Regions from separate parts of the Canis lupus genome. Here region 2 is linked to region 1. Evidence: chromatin contacts called from public Hi-C data. All regions are on one chromosome and are shown on one strand. Each heading gives the region's core, a stretch centred on a gene start, on an enhancer-like site or on the middle of the called end of the contact. The rest is flanking DNA. Distances are from core to core; before and after follow the strand shown. Region 1 overlaps LOC111091480 (a long non-coding RNA gene). Region 2 overlaps LOC485120 (lysine-specific demethylase 4D-like).

The links. Hi-C and Micro-C count contacts between places; a contact is called where the count stands out from the background.
Region 2: a Hi-C map of amygdala shows a contact between it and region 1, with 2.3 times the contacts expected there. The contact joins two enhancer-like sites. A contact is called at or near these places in 2 of 9 Hi-C or Micro-C datasets (amygdala and skin fibroblasts).

Annotation. Positions count from the first base shown.
Region 1 is chr21:5,984,272-5,990,037 of UU_Cfam_GSD_1.0, reverse strand. It overlaps LOC111091480 (a long non-coding RNA gene), which reads left to right. Exons shown (of 4, transcript XR_005375472.1): 2 at 1,967-2,069. Among named protein-coding and RNA genes, the nearest start is that of ENDOD1, 56 kb to the left of the region's middle. Within about 2 kb of position 1,762, at least 2 of the 20 cell types and tissues checked have an H3K27ac peak or open chromatin away from gene starts, as enhancers often do.
Region 2 is chr21:6,054,689-6,060,173 of UU_Cfam_GSD_1.0, reverse strand. It overlaps LOC485120 (lysine-specific demethylase 4D-like), which reads left to right. Exons shown (of 3, transcript XR_005375474.1): 2 at 192-655. Among named protein-coding and RNA genes, the nearest start is that of ENDOD1, 15 kb to the right of the region's middle. Within about 2 kb of position 1,678, at least 8 of the 20 cell types and tissues checked have an H3K27ac peak or open chromatin away from gene starts, as enhancers often do.

The DNA.
Region 1 (5,766 bases), core at 513-3,012:
AAACAAATACACGCATCCGCAGCTGGAACCTGGGTGAAGCTGGACCCCCTGGCCTGGCGTTGGGCGCCGCTGCGTGAGCATGCTGCCCTCCTCGCCCTGGCCCCCTCGTCCACCAGCCAGTGCCCGCTCACCATGGCCACCACACCCCTGGCCGTCTGGCACCTGCTGGCCGCTCAGGCTCCCAGTGATTCTTCGCACTCCAGGGTCAGGGCACTCCTCTGCCCACGGACACCGAGAGTGGTCACATCGCTTCCTCTCCAACAGCCCGAAGAGAAGACAGGCCGTGACTCTGAGAGGGCCCTACCATGTGCCAAGTCCTTTGTCTATAGACATTTGCTTATTTTTGGCTCCCCCTCTTCGGCGAGGTGATGAACCACTCAAAGGGTGGCACCTGATGCTGGACACCCTCAAATTCCAGCCTGAGTTTTAGTGTGAAGCCGTGCTCAGTATCCACTTCCCAACAGGGCCAAGGGTCACTGCGGACTGGGAGCCCCAGCCTCCCCCAGGGCCCCCCCTGCCCGACATTTCCTTACCACCTCCCAGGTCCCCTCCCCATTCTCGCTGCAAACAGTTTTTCAAATCTGAGGCTTCCGTGTGAGTTTGAGCTTCGGGCTCAAAAATCCACTTTCGGCAGAGCTGATTTAGGACCTGAATTTGAAAGATGTCTGTCTTTTTTTGGCTTCCGATCTGCCGGATAGTTCTGCTTTATTAGAAAATTAACCATAGCACCTTCAAAGGCCTCCTCTTGCGCATGTTGAGCTGAACCAGATTTGGGGTTTTGAAAGGAATGCCATCGAATCTTGGCAAAGCCGTAGCTTTTGTTTCTAAGTGTGTGTGTTGGGGGGCGGGGAGCAGGGGGTGGTGAGGAACAGGGAGGACTTGGGTCAAGGACCAGTTGGCCCCAGACCTGATCCACCTCTGATAGGAAAGGAAAGAATCCCGGAAATAACCGAATTAGGTGCTAAACAGGGGGGCAAAGGAAGTGGCAAGCGCCAGCCAGGCAACATTTCTGTCCTGCTAACTCCAAAGACTTTTCCAGTACCCTCCGTGGCTCAGGATTGCTTGGATCCCCAGCTCCTTTCAGGCTGAGAGGTGTGAGCCAGGGGCTCTGCCCTCGCCAGGGCTGCTCTGAAGCCAGCTCGCCCTCACACAGCTCCCTCTGGCTGACTTCCTCTCCTTCCACAGTTGCCTCCTGGAGCTGCCTGGCCAAGGAGGGACCCTTCTGGAAATCCCATTGCCTTTTGAATTCTGCTGTTACTCTTTTCTTCAAAAACAGGACCCCTCCCTCTCAGCAGGAAAAGGTGTCACAACAAATGCTATGTCTCTGTTTAGAATTAGGCTCCAGGCTTCTCCAAGGTGGGGGGCAGGGGGGGTGGTGGTGGTGGTGGAGAAAACTGGCTTAAAAAAAAAACTGGCTGAACTAGAAGTTCTTTATTATACATCAACTTCAAAGAGACTGTACTTGGCCCCTTGGACAGGACTCAGAGCAGAATTTCCCAATCAGAAATCAGGGGCAGAAAAAGGAGACCAGGACCCATGGGTGAATTTTCCTGGATTAGTGGTTTTCCTTTAATAATCTATTTAGTGTCTTGGGGGAAGGAGCTTGCATGTGCTGTATGCCAGGTACAGTGTGGGGGGCCAGGTGGACACAAAAGTGAATGAAACACAGTCCCCCTGGCTCTCCCCACCTGACACGGAGGAACTGGGCTTGGACACCCTGCATCTGGGAGAAGGGGTGCAATGTGGTGTCTATGGCACCAGCTCTGCAGTCAGAAGGCCAGGGTTTGTGCTCTGGCTCTGCTGCTTGTGGGCTGTGTGGCATCGGGCAAGTTACTTGTCTTCTCTGTGCCTCACATTGTGTATCAGCAGAGTTAAATACAAAACCTGCCTTATGGGGTTCCTGTGGTGATTTGATGAAGGTACTTCGGCACAGTGCTTGACACTTGTGCTTACTGCTCTTATCCAGGCACGTAGGAAGCGTGCGAGAGGGCAGAGGAGTGCGCAGCTGAGGGCCTGCGGGCAGCAGGGGAGCTTCAAAGAGCCCGGGATATTTGATTTGCACCTGAGAGGTGAGTGGGGTTGGGTAGACAGAGGTGATGGGAGGGAACCGACCCAGTTGGAGCCCAGTTGGAGCGTGTGGGTGGGAGGCAGGAGAGAAGGCAGGGTCTGTGAAGAAGGAGCAGAGGCCAGTGTGGCTGGAGTCAAGGACTCAAGTCTGGCCTGGGGAGGTAGTAAGGGTGTAGGGAGGGGGTGTGGAGAGGTGGGGCCGGAAAGGCCTTGAGTTCTGCGTCCTAGGTCATTCATTCACTTGTGTCGGCCACTTTGTACGTGGGGTACTGGAAATGATCAGTCAGTTCTAGTGTCATGATTGTGACTATTAACTTCGAGTGCTTTGCAGGCACGATGTCACTGAATTCTCAGAGCATCCCCGGCAAGTAAGTTCTAGTATGCCGTTCTGGAAGACAAGAAGGAAGGTGGACCTTGTGTGATTTGCACGAGGGCACTGGATCAGTAGGGGTGGCCCCCGGAGATGGCACAGCTGGACTTTGAATCTGGATCTGAGTCCAGAGCCTAAGTGCTTTCTTGGCCATGACTCGGTGCTTTCTCCCAGTGTTTGAGGCTGCTGCCTTCACACAGTGCTTCCCGTTTGCCTTGTTAAATGGGGTTACACATGAATCATAACCATGCTGCTGACGCCGAAAAGGATGAAATTAAAGGCATCCAATAAAGCCATCTGATGGGGACCTGGGGTGGAAAAGCTTACTTTTAGTCCGGGGTGTATTTCAGGCAGCCTGGACGGGGTAGCTCTTGGGCTGTACCCCCAGGACCACCTGACTCCCTGGTGCCCTGACCACAGGAATCACCATGACAATCCCAGTTAGCATTTCTTTGCAGACAGCTTGGCAGCTGGCAGCGTTGAGTGGGACCTGACGCCTTCTGGGCCCCTTCACTTTGAACAAGGGCTTGACACCCTTGGGGGTGAGTGAGTGCAGGCGGGCTGGACCTGTCCTCAGGCTGTGGCCCAGAGCCCTGATACCTGATCAGACCAGGGCCTGCGGTACCTTCTCCGCCCATTCGCTGCCAGCCAGGGATTTGGGTCCCAGTCCTCTCCCTTTCTTGTGGGAGACATTCACTGGCCAAAGACACTTAGTCAGTGAGGCCCCAGGGGTCCTCAGCACCTCCGGGTAAGTGGCTGGGGAAGGAAGATGGGCTCCGGTGGGGAAGCAGACAGTGGGCACCAGGGAGCACGGCTCTCTGAGCACTTCTCTGTTCACCCTGCACTGGCATCTTTGATCCAGGAGTTAAGAGATTGTCTTGGACCCTGTGGCCTTGGAACAGCTGCCTCTCATTAGCATCCCAGTGCAGAGTTGCCAATCTGCAGAAATGTTGCCTCCTCTGACAACCCTTCCCTGACTACCCACCCCCCCACCCCCCATCGCCCTTATTCCCTGCCTTTCCCTTTATAACACTTCCTCCAATTTGTGGTTCAGTCATTTTGTGGACTGAAAACTCCATGTGGGCCAGGCGCATGTCTCTTTATTCCTATTGGGTAGCCAGAGCCCTGAGGACTTAAGGGGCACGTGGCCTCTCTGCCTGCATCTCTGGGCGTTCCTTTGCTAGCTCCTTCCCTGGCCAAGTGCCTTCTCCTGCCCTGGCCTTCATGTTGGGTCCTTCGAGGCTGGCTCGGTCATCTTCATCCCTCACTCTTATTCCTAAGCCATCGCACCTGTGTCCAAAGCTTCAGGTCACCCACATGACATCTTTGTATGTCTTAAAGGCACCCCAAATTCCCAGTGACCAAGGCACAGACACATGGCCTCTTCCCTATGACCTGGCCCCTTCCTAGTGTTCTTCGAGTAAGGGGCTCCAGCAGGCAGCAACCTGGGGCAGGTGGGGAGCTGGGGGTCATCCTGACTCCTCCTTCTTGTCTGCCCCAACCTTGTCTGATCACTGCTGCTTCTTGCATGTCCCCGAATCCATCTCCTTCTTACCACCTCTGCTGCACCACCCCCACTCCCAAGTCCGTGCTCCCTGCTCCTCTTACTCCTCCGATGCCTTCTGAGCCAGTCTTCACACTTCTATTCTGGTCCCCTCCATTCTCCATGCTCCCTTCAGAATATTCTTGAGATGGAGATCTGATCAGGTTACTATCATTCCTCCCTCCTCCATATACACAATTTAAAACTCTGCTGTCACTTTTGTTGCTCTTACAATAAAAGCCAACAGCCCAGACCACAGCAGGTGGACTCAGAAGATATATTCTGTGAGTGGTCTCTTGCGGGCACCCCAGTCTGGCCTTTGTGCTGGCGGGATGGGACACCTCACTCTGGCAGGTCTCCCTCTTAGTGTACCTTCCAGATGCTTCGGCCTGGTTACCCATCAAAGTCTTCTCTGGGCCTGCAAGGAGATCAGACCTGCTTGCCATGTCAGATGCTGGAGGGGCAGTTGTGCTTGCCCAAGGGAAGCTCGGGCCGCCGTTTAGCTGTGGGCTTTCTTTTAGATTGGAGCTGCATAGCAGTCTGCAAGCTTCCCCAAACTCTACAAGCTATGTATAAATTCCTCAGAGTGGTCTCTGCAAAGGGAGCTGGACTCAAGCCTGGTTCTTTCTAAAGAAATCTTCTCTTCCTGCCTCCCCTCTCTGGGCTCTTCTGTAGCCAAGAGTGGGGCTGGAGGAAGGCTCACAAAGAGGATTGGGGTCAGCTCTGTGGCCAGTCCTTTCATTTTGGAATATGGGGGCACTTTACCTTCTCCTGAATCGTTTTGGGGTTCACAGGTGGAATTGAGTCGAAAGAGTTCTAGTTACAGAATCCTGTTACATAAAAAGTGCTCAGTGGAAAGAGTTGGTTAGAATCTACTGTCATGGGGTGAGAAGGGACTTGTTGCTTTTGGAAAAGTCAGGTGGATACAGCCCTGAGTAGCCAGAGGCCCCATCAGAGTACAGGAAGCAGAGAGGGCTGTAGGAGCTAACTTGCCTCCATCACCACCACCCCTGGTGCCTGGAGTCATGGGGCAGGGTCTTTGAAACCCTCAACTATCCCCTCCCCTGCTCACCTCCTGGTGTCTCAGTAAGCCCTTGGACGCCATCTGGTGTCCAAGTCGTATACTGAACACAGAGAGGGTGTAGGTAGTCAATTTGGACTTGAGGCCACGAAACCATTTGAGTGGATTTGAGGCCATGTAACTGTGGATAATGTTTTCCAAGGGCACTCCCAAACATACCATGCTCCCATGCTCCCAAAACATACCTGGTTCTCAAAAAGGAGACTTTTGAAGTATGATGCCGAGTACATTAAAAAAAAAGTGTATGTGTGGAGCTTATCAATAGGGAAACCATATGAGCCCTTACCTTTCAATCTAATCCAGTAAGTCTGGGTATTTCTGGGAATACTTATTTTAAAGGCATTTCCCTGAGGCACGTGGGTGACCCAGTGGTTGAGCATCTGCCTTTGGCTCAGGTCGTGACCCCGGGTCTTGGGATCGAGTCCTGCATCAGGCTCCCCACAGGGAGCCTGCTTCTCCCTCTGCCTGTGTCTCTGCCTCTCTCTCTGTCTCTCATGAATAAATAAATTAAATCCTTAAAAAAAATGAAGACGCTTCCCTATAGATTCTGATGCTCAGAAAGAGGGTCTGAGAACCTCAGTTTAGACTGAAATCTAGCATGGTCCATTTAATTTTTAAAGATTCCCCCATGTCTTATCTTCATGGATATATTTCATGCTTACCACAGAGTTATAAGGAGAAGAACAATGACAAAGGCACACGTAG
Region 2 (5,485 bases), core at 429-2,928, 70 kb before region 1:
GGGGGGGGGGGGGGGGGCTATTGCATCACATCCAGACACAGGTGCATTGAGAGGATCTGCAGCGAAAATATTTGAAGAAACGCTTATACGTCCGGCCAAATCACTCCGTTAAAAGTCAATGGCTCCTTATATGATCCAACTCTGAAACCTGGGAACCCCTCAGGACCGCTGGAGCAGTGCGGCGCGGGGAGGCCAGGGTCACCTTCTCCATGGACGCCTTCGTGCGCATCCTGCAGCCTGAGCGCTATGAGCTGTGGAAGCGCGGGCAGGACCGGGCTGCTGTGGACCACACGGAGCCCACGGCCGCGGACAGCCGGGAGCTGAGCGCCTGGCGGGGCTTCTGCCCGGAGTCCCCAGCCAGCGGGCAGACGGGGTCCGCGTCAGCGTCTTCGGAACAGGAGGCTCTGCTCTCGGGGAGTCTGCTTCCAGGAGCCGACCGCCCACGCCGGGGCGAGATGCGCCTCTCGGTGGGCGCAAGGGGCCCAGCTCCGGCCCTGGGCTCGGCCCCCCCGCAGTGCTGGCGACCGGAGCCCTGACACCTGTCGTTGCGCTAAAGCTCCCACAGCCCCGAGTCCTTGAACGGCGCCTGGACCTCGTTTCCTCCCATCCCTCCCAGACTTTCCTGGTTGCCTCCTAGTGTCACGACGTGACGCAGGTAACAATCATTTGAGTTCTAGGCCAAAGCTGAATTTGCAAAGCACTACTATGTTTTGGACAGAGTTCTCCAAAAACGCCACTGAACTCTGCTGAATTCTGGATCCCTGGCCATTAGCAGCCTAAGTTCCCGATTTCCTTTGCACCTCTGAGCTTGTGGTTAGAAAGACTAGGTTTGGCATCAACCAGGTTGGAATCCTAGCTCTGTCACTCACGGCAACGTATGGGCCCTTGAGCAATTCACCCTCTCAGAGCTGCCGTGTCCTGCCTGTAATATGGGATCCTATGCCCACCTCACAGATTGCTGTGAGGATCTTCTTAGCTAATGCTTTAAGCCATCTTTTAACAGTGCCTGCCCAGTACTATCATAGGCCCAACTAACGGTAATTAACATTTTATCTTGACTGCTCCCGTAGGGACCACCTGGGAATATGGGCTCTGCATAATCTTTGGAAAAGTCTAGGTCAGAATGAGAAAGATTTTAGATGAGCTCTTAGAATAAAAATAGAAGAGAAAGTCCAAAGGACACCTATCATCACTATCTGGGAAGGGGGCTGAAAGTCATACTCATGATATTAAGACAAGAGCTTTGTCAGGCACCGGAAGTGTGTCAGTGTGTGTGTTGCCTCCTTCCGCTCTCCTGCAACTGTAAGGAGTGAAGCCTTTGTTTTTCTGGAGCAGCGAGGAAATGGGGAGGTAGACAATTTTCTCTGTCTCCACCCAGGCTTGGAGACAGAAGAAGGAGATGGTGTGTCCATGAAGAGGCAGGAAGATGGTGCTCGGTCCCTGGGAATGCACAGTGGGCAAGAAAGGAGACTTGGCGAAGCCTGCCTGGGCCTAGAGGGGTCAGATCTGCAAACTAACTACAGCAGAGACTCTGTGCCTTTCCTCATCAAATGCTGGTGAGGCTATTCTGAGAGGGACTTGTTTCTCTGAACAGACAACCAGAACTGTGGGGAGGCTCTGGTGTCTGGCAATGCCCAGCGTAGGGGCTGTGTGGGTTCTGCCTGCCTCCTGTTTGGGCTTTCGGTGTGAGACGGGCCTTGGGATGGTGGGTGACACAGCATCTTTGGGGTTGTGAGACTTGCCGTTGGCCAAGGAAGACAGTCAGTCCTGTGGGTGGAGAAAACTCTGTGGTAATTGGAGTTACGGGGGACATCTTGCAGCACATAAGATGCGACTTTAAAAGATTTAAGCCATTGCAGTGAAGACACCAGGAAGGGAGTTCGAGCACTGTAGTTAGGGCCTAGTCCTGGAGAGCATAAAGCTTTCTGCTTCAGCTTCTACCACTACCTGCCTCCCCACCTCTCTGCATTTCTGCACCTTCTGGCTACTTCAGCCCTCCCGTTAGGCCTGCTTCAGGCTGCTGGCTGTGACAGTTGAGCCAGGTGGCCTGGCCCTGGGCCACCCCCATGGTGTCGCTGGGCTGCGAGGCAGTCTCCTTTGATCTAACTCCAGAGCTGCAAAGGCTTGCCGACCTCGCCATCACACAGACAGTGACTCCCCAGGGTGACTCCCGGGAAGGTTGGGTCTCTGCTTGTCCAGTACAGATGGCCTCTGTCCTCGGTACGGGAAATTCCAGGAAGGCTGTCACTCTGGATAGTTATCATGACTCTCTATTGATTCCTCTTCCCTACTTTCTCCCCTGTAGCTTCTGACTTTTCTTTTCTTTTGTAAGGTTTTATTTATTTATTCATGGGAGACACAGAGACAAAGAGGCAGAGGTAGAGGCAGAGGGAGAAACAGGCCCCCTACGGGGAGCCTGATATGGAACTCAATCCTTGGACCCCGGGATCATGACATGAGCTGAAGGCAGATGCTTAACCACTGAGCCACTCAGGTGCCCCCTGACTTTTCTTTTAATGGTAAAGGAAATAAATGATCTTGCTGTTGAGGTGGCTTCATACTTTCTCTCTGTCTACAAACTCAGTTCATCCGTATACCTGCTCTGGATGCATATGTGCAAAGTTGACTCTGAAGCATAATATATTTAGTAAAGCAAACCTTTCCCTAGTCACTGTTTTTCCCTTGCTAGCAGTGACTTAATGGGGAGAACCGGACCTAGAGTCAGGGAATGTCATTTGGATCTCTGCGGTGCCACCTCCTAGTCTGTGACCTGCAGCAAGAGCTCACTGATTTCCTGTGAGCCAAAATTATAGTGCAAGAGTTCTGTACAATGCTGTGGGATGTCCTTGTGAGGGACACTTAGGAGGCACTCACTTCATTTGGATGTGCATCAAGCACCCTCACTGCCTCTAGGGCAAGCACAAGGTCAGGGACACACTCTCAGATTCTCTCTTTCCAAGCTGCTTGGTTCTACTGTGGTCCTCACAGGCTTACCGGTGACTTTTTTTTCCTTTTTTCTTTTTTTTAATGGACTTTATTATTAATTTTTTTGGAGTAGTTCACAGCAAAATGAAACAGAAAGTACAGAGACCCCCACATACCTCTTCCCAGCCCCCTCCACCAGCACCACACCAATGGGGTACAGTTGGTAGAATTGATGAATCTAGAGGCACCTGGGTGGCTCAGTTGATGAAGCATCTGCCCTAGGCCCAGGTCATGATCCTAGGTCATGAGTCCCTGGTCAGCAGAGAGCCTGCTTCTCCCTCTCCCTCTGCCCTTCCTCCCATTCATGCCCTCTCTCTCAAATAAGTAAATAAAATCTTAAAAAAAAAAAAGATTGATGAATCTGCACTGACATATCAAACCATAGTTCCATTAGGGTTCACTCTTGGAGATGTTCATTCTGTGGGCTTGACAAACGTCTGATGTCACGTAGAGTTTTACTGCCTAAAAATCCTCTGTGCTCTGCCTTTTCTGCGCTTCCTCCTCCCAAACCCCTGGCAACCATGGATCTTTGTATTACCCTCATAGTTTTGCCTTTTCCAGAATGCCACATAGTTGACATCATACAATATGTAGCCTTTTTAGATTGACTTCTTTCACTTAGTCATATACATTTAGGCTTCCTCTGTGTCTGGTGGCTTCCTAGCTCATTTCTTTTTATTGCCAAATGATATCCATTGTATGAATATACTATTGTTTGTGTATCTACTCTCCTACTGAAGGTCATCTTCTAAGTCTTGGCAATTATGAATAAAACTACTGTAAAGATTTGTGTGCCAGTTTTTGTGTAGATGGACGTTTTCAGTTCACCGGGGTGAATATCAAGGAGTGCAGTTGCTGTATCACATGGTAAGAGTATATTTAGCTTTTAAAGAAAATGCCCAACTGTCCTCCACCTGTTATTTTTACTGGTAGAAAACGTACTATTTTTTTTTTCTCATGATCTACCACATACTTTACAAAAGGTCACATATGCTTGTTTGCAATTTCCACCCCTTCTCATGTTTGGCCTTGTAATGTTACCACGGCAAGGTCAAGATTTCATAAAAACTCAAGAACCAGAAGACCCAACCTTTATTCATGCTCCTACCCTGACTTGTTGAGCAATCTTTCAATAAGTTGGCTCTTTCCTCTGGCTCTCCACTTCGCTATTTAGGCAAAGGGAGTGCTTAACACATCACACCTGCACTGGAGGTTGCACACAAGTTCAGACCAGTGCAAACATGACTTGTGCTAAAGAAGTATTAGCTGTTACTGTTATTACTCAAAAGCCAAAACTTGTGAGACCAACATAAGAAACCGTACTTGACCACCACTTGTAGAGATTGGTGTTTGGGTCATGGGACTCCTGCAAGATTTATTAAAATGTTTCAGTTATGGATTTGTCTATCTGGACACTCTGCATTATTCAGGATTAACCATGGCACCATTTCAGTTTCCGTGTGTGAAAGGAGGCCTTTCTAGATGTTCAGAAATATCTTCAGCATGGTATTTATTTCACTGGATGGTGGCTATATATGGATTTGAAGTTGTTTCCCCCCCTCGATCCCAGTGCTTGTATTACCTTTCATCCCTTGAAGTAGGAAACCACCAACAGTTGCTAGGAACTGGCCACAGAGATAAGCCAAAAGGAAACTGATCTGAGTTGAACAGAATCGTGGTGAGGAACTGCCCCTCATCCAGCTGCCTGGCTGTCCTGCCCTGCACGCCAGCCTCTCACCCTGAAATTCCTCAACCTGTCCTTGTCTCTCACGGCTTCTCACTGTGGTGTGAGAGTGACACCCTTCTTACTACCTCAACAAGTGTTGGATATTAGAGAGATAAGCAATTTCAGGGAGGACGGGCAGGAGCAGAACTGATGGGGTGGAAGGGTATGTTGTTGCAGGGGCCACCCTACAAAAACCTAATGCTTGTATTGACAGGTTTCTACATTTTCTTTCATCGACTCTGGTATGCTGGCATCCAGTATCTCTGTGCTCTAACTGTTCGGGGTCTCTCTCCACTGCCACCCCTTCCCCCCCCCCCACCCCCATGCCAGACAAGCTCTACATCCAGGCCCGTAGACCTCAGAGAGCATGTTGTCTCTGACCCATCTCTCAGAGCCTCTTCTCAAAAGATTCACATCCTGTGTGAATGGCCCTTTCCGGGCCCATTCATTTGTTCCATCATTCATTCAGGATGGTTACTGGGCACTTACTGTGTACCAGACACAGTTCTTGGAATCAGGGACACAACAGTAAAAAGGCAAACTTTCAACCCCCCTGGAGCTTAGATTCTCATTATGTAGAGTGACATGTAGAAACATATCACGTAGTCCTAAGGACTATGAGGAAAAGGAAAGCAGAAAGAGGGGTTAGGGGGTGACAGGGCTGCTATCTTTGATAGGACGGCCTTTTTAGGGATGTGGGAAGAGATCTTGAGAAGGTCTCTTGGGGATATGGTCTTCCAGTGTGCCCTGAGGACCTGGGAGTCAGGACATCAT